Regions from separate parts of the Gossypium hirsutum genome. Here region 1 is linked to region 2. The links are chromatin contacts, called in public Hi-C maps. All regions are on one chromosome and are shown on one strand. Each heading gives the region's core, a stretch centred on a gene start, on an enhancer-like site or on the middle of the called end of the contact. The rest is flanking DNA. Distances are from core to core; before and after follow the strand shown.

Region 1 (2,700 bases), core at 198-2,697, 170 kb after region 2:
GTATCTAAATTATGTTTTTTTCATTTTTGCACCTAAATTTTATTTTTGGTTACAAGTGGTACTTAAACTAACTTTTTTTCTCAAATTGGTGGTACTCTGATGGTTTAATAGTTAGTTAAACAATTAAGTCTATTTCAATAAAAAAAATAAACACTTAAAAAATGACATAAGGAAAAAAAGAAAAAAATTTATTTTCTCTTACATATGTATTTATTCATTTTATTTTTTATTTTTTATTTATTCAGAATCAAACCGATGGTTGAACTGATCAAGCCACGAATTCCAGTTTGATCAAATACTGAAAAATCATAAAAACAAAAAAAATATTTAAAAATGGAATTAATGACTGACATGTCGACCTTGAGAGGTCAAATTTTGAGTATTGTTGGTATTACCAAACATTATAAAATAAGAAGAAAGGAAAACAAAAGGAAAAATTAAAAAAATAAAAAAAATAATGTAAAAGAAAAAAAAGTGAAATCAAATAATTAAAAATATTTGTTAAGTTTATTCATTGATTTTTTTAACGAATATAACATTTTGGTGCAAAATGAGTAACAAAATAATAGTTTAGGTACTACTTATGACAAAAAAATGTTTAGGTATCAAAATGAGAAAAATAATAATAATTTAGGTACCAAGGTACCAATTTGGGGAAAAAATTAGTTTAGGTATCACTTATGACCAAAAAAGGGTTTAGGTAAATAGATGGAAAAAAAAGGTATAATTTAAGTATCAATTTGCGTTAAGAAAAAAAAAACAAAATGATGCACCATCAATTAGGGGTAATATCAGTTCCGTTTGGTTAGGTTTTTTAGATTTTTTGAACTATCTATCATAATTCGGTTTGGTTTGGTTCAATTTTTAGTTTTTCATATTAATTATTTGTTTTGGATTTTTAGACTTATTTTGACAAAATGAACTATGTTTTATGACTTTTTTCAATGTTATTTGACAAAGTTTCAAAAAAAATCATAAATATCTCTAAAAAATAATAATTTTTCAAGAACTTTTAAATTATTTTCACTATTTTAAATATAAAATATTTATATTTATATTTATATTTATATAATAAAGAATAGAATTCGATTAAGCTTCGAGCAATTCTCATTTTTAAATTTATATTTCATAAACCCAAGTAACCTAATTGGGGTTAATTTTCAATTTTTCTTCAGAAAATGATACAACCACTTAAAAATTACTAAAGTAGAGTAGTTATTTCCAACTTTAAAATGTCAGTCATTTAACGTCTTTCATAAAGCCTTTGAAACTTCAAAAAGTTGAATGGATTAACCAATAACCATGGATTAGGGGTAAAGGTGCAACTTATGCTATAGCCCATAGAGCATAGACCCCAAAATTCATTTAGGAGAAAGTAGATGGGGACTTTCGGCTGAAGAGAGAATTTCGAAATGTTAAAGCAAAACTTGGTTTGACTATAATTTCTTTTAGGCCCATCAATTGCTGCAAATGGCTAACATTGACGTGCACCAACTATCACACTATATGTGTAGACCCAAATCTCTTGGACTTGGTTACCCGCCCACCCAACTCGCCTAAGTGAGGTTTTTGGAATTTTTCCAATAGTTTATTGTAATTTTGGTTTGGTTTGATTCTCACTTGTCTCGTATTAATCTTTTCTTGTTTTGTATTTTAATTTTATTTTAGTAAAATGAGTTTCGTTTTACAGTTTTTGAATTTTATTTGACAAAGTTTTAAAATCATTTTCATAAATATTTTTAAAGAATAATAAATTTTCAAGTAAATAAAAAAAATCAATAACTTTTATATGATATATTTTGAAAAAATATATATAAAAATTTTAATTTATTTTCACTATTTTAAACCTAAAATATTTATTTTTATATTATAAAATATATTTGGGTGGTGCTCTGAGATCCTTGGTGCCAGCTTGTAAAATAAATAGTAAATATTTATTAGCACATAAAATGTAATACTTCTTTTAAACGAGAATTACCTAAACTTGTAGACATAATATGCTCACGAGTTCAACCTGAAATATTATACAAAATTTAAAAGGCGAGATGATTGCCAAAATGATCCATACAATCAGTTTTAACTCTTCCTAAACTATTACTTTTTTTATAGTGTATATGCGATGGAGGTTTTTTAACTCTATGAAATTGTCATTAGTCTCATTTATTTATTTTTTTAATTTTTAATATCAATTATGATAAACTCAAGTGAGAACGAGTAAAGGGAAACAGATAGGAGATAGTGAGATACATTGAGATGTTGGGCATTAATGTTATATAAGTTGGATGGATATTTAGAAGTTGTTATCCATTGGTACAAATGCAACCAAAATAGAATGATGTTCATACCCTTATCATTACATTCAACTCCAACATCAATTCCAGTCTCTGAACATAAGAGATAGGGTAGGGTTGCACACTCTGGGTTTTGCCAAATTAGACCCAGAGATTGGTTGGTTTTTGCCGCCAATATTAAATGACTTGGGTGGCAGTATTGACCCCCTAATGCCCTAAACCAAAAAAAAAAAAATCTACCAATGGTGCTTTCTTTTTGCCCATATAGAGGGGTAATTGAGGCCTAAATTTCATTCACAGATAGCTTGTATTGGCTTTTAACGGTAATCCCATAAGACCCCACTGCCAACTAGGGTTGAAATTCAGCCTGAATTTTGCAGGTAAGAAGCCTATCACTAGGACCACTGTA
Region 2 (2,700 bases), core at 148-2,647:
TTTTCTGTTGAGTTATTTAGTTAGATTAATTTAGTAAATCTTAGTTTAAAACAATCACTTCAATTTGCTGACTAAATAATAGGAAAATGATAATTGTTAGTACTTTTAGTTCTCGTGGATATGATATCTTTACTCACCGTAGCTATGCTATTTATCGATAGGTGCACTTGCCTTTGTCGTATTTTTAGTTAGTAACGGGAAAACACATCAAATATTCCACACCATCCACATTAAATTTTTTAATGGTACTTTCATCAATTTTGTTAGAAAAAGTAGTTTGAAAAAAAAACCAAAGGTTGATGGCTAAAAAAGACTAAAAAATACAATTAGAATCTTTTTGACTAAACATATAAACGTTAGTGGCCAAATTTACCATTTGTTTCCTTGTTTTCTTTTCTTTCTTCGGTTGCTTTGTGTTTTGTGCATTCGTTTCTGCAATGACTAGCTAAGTAAAAGGTAAGGCTAAAGGTAATGGTCATAAGGGTTATTTGAAGGTTCATGAGGAGTCTAAGGAAAAACATAAACTCCGATTAAAGTAGCATTAAATGTAAGGGCTTATCCAAGGGCAACTAGGGCCTTGACCCCTTGATTGATGGTGCAATTTAATTCTTAAGCTTTCCTAGTATTAATAATTTAATTAATTCTTTCCAGCTTTTTTACTAAATAAAAAGTTTACATTTTTAACTACTCTCATAGGTAAAAAAAAGTCAATTCAAGCAATTTTAATGCAAAACTTTTTATTTAAAAAAAAGATTATCTTGACTCACTTATCAGCAAACTTGACTAAAATTTGTACAAGACTACAAAAAAAAATGCAAGGGCAATTAATTTTTTGTGCTTGATCCATTAACCAAAGGAGGAAAGAGCATTTGTTCATGTTCTATCAATGATTTTTCAGGTTAAAATATACTCAAGTCTTTGTATTCATTACACCTTTAAAATTTAGTCTTTCTATTTTTATTTTTAGAAAATTAATTTTTCTACTCTTTAGGTATAAAATTACAAGTCTAATTGTAATATTATTAAAATTTTCTGTTAACTTCAAGTCTGTTATAATATCATTCGTCTATTACATAATTACTAAGTTAGTATTTTTATTATTTTAAAATGTCACAATAATAAATTTAATTAAATAATGTTAACGGTATTAAACAATTGAATTTAGATTTTTAAATTCAAAAAATTCTTAATTTTTTAAAAATAAAATAAAAAGATTAAATTTTAAATATACAAACAGCATAAGAACTTAAATTATATATATATATTTTTTGTTTTATCCATGATCCATTAATCAAAGTTGAAATGATTTTGAATGGACCTGAAAAATCTCTAAGCTGTGGGCTGCAGAAACCGAAGGATCAAAGACCCTATAGCAGAGTTTATTAAATAGTGACACGGCAATGACCGAAATTCTTTTGCTATGGGCCCGGTATGGTTTTCTTGCCCAACATCCGTGCCGCTAGAGCATATTCATCTTCTTCGAAATTGCTTGTGCTCGTTAAATTCTTCTATAAGTCCTTGTATTTTACAGAAGTTATGGATTAAGTCCTTATACTTTAATTTGATTACATTTAGTCTCTGTATGTTTTGAATTGACCAATTTTAGTCCATGTATTTTTCGAATTCTGAAATTTTAGTTTTGACTCGAACAGTAGCAATTAAATTTGTTCAGTTGAATTCAATTACTAATTTAGTACTATGTATACAGTTATAGATTTGGTTCATATTGTCCAATTGGATCATTCTAAGTCTTTATACTTTTCGAATGTTAACGCAAAGTGACAATTGTTAAATCATTAAGTAGATTTTTAGTAAGTAATATGTGAAAATAATAACTTGACATGGCATTACCTATATAATAATAAGTTTGACGTATCACATTTTGGAAATAACAAAATTTAATTTAACGAATTTAACAATTATCGTTTGGTAAGGATTGAAATTTTAAAATTTGGAAAGTACAATGACTAAAAATGATCAAATTAAAATATAGGGATTTAATCCACAACTTTCTTAAAGTATAGGGACAAATAGTAGAATTTAACCTTTTTACTATTAACTAGAGTTAAAATCCCTACTTACGGCAAGGCATTCACAATTTTTTTAGGTTAAATTTTGCTATTAGTCCCTGTACTTTAAGAAAGTTGTGGATTTAATTATTATACTTTAATTTGGCCATTTTTAGTACCTATACTTTTCAAATTTTAAAATTTCAGTAATCATTAAACGATAACTATTAAATTCATTAAGTTTTGCTATTTTCAAAATCCAATGTGGCAAATATATTATTGTATGTGAAATGTCATGTTAGCTTGTTGCTTCTACATATTATTCATTAAAAATCTAGCTAATGATTAACGACTATTATTTGCATCAAGATTAAAATTCAAAATTCTAAAAATATATGGACTTAGAATGGTTCAATTAAAAAATATGGACTAATAAAGCGAATTTTAAATTAAGCTTATATATTAATTAATCGTTTTTTTAAGTTGTGATAATGTCATATATATATATTACAATTCTTACATTTCTAATGTTTTTTGAATATAAAAATTTGACATGTCACTAGAAAAGAAAGAAAGTATTCATGGAGGGGAAAATTCCAACATAAAACCTCTTCGCCTTTTTTATATAAATTATTTATATTCAATAATTCAATTTATTATTTTATATAATAAGTCACTATAAATTTTAAAT

Evidence for each region. A called contact is a pair of places that touch in the nucleus more often than the background predicts.
Region 1: a Hi-C map of leaf shows a contact between it and region 2, with 2.1 times the contacts expected there. The contact joins two enhancer-like sites. A contact is called at or near these places in 2 of 34 Hi-C or Micro-C datasets (anther and leaf).

The regions. Positions count from the first base shown.
Region 1 is chrD02:17,685,709-17,688,408 of Gossypium_hirsutum_v2.1, forward strand. No RefSeq gene overlaps it. Among protein-coding and RNA genes, the nearest start is that of LOC107910726, 31 kb to the right of the region's middle. Within about 2 kb of position 1,448, at least 3 of the 9 cell types and tissues checked have an H3K27ac peak or open chromatin away from gene starts, as enhancers often do. A contact at or near this core is called in leaf, where this site is marked.
Region 2 is chrD02:17,518,989-17,521,688 of Gossypium_hirsutum_v2.1, forward strand. No RefSeq gene overlaps it. Among protein-coding and RNA genes, the nearest start is that of LOC121214646, 14 kb to the left of the region's middle. Within about 2 kb of position 1,398, at least 1 of the 9 cell types and tissues checked has an H3K27ac peak or open chromatin away from gene starts, as enhancers often do. A contact at or near this core is called in leaf, where this site is marked.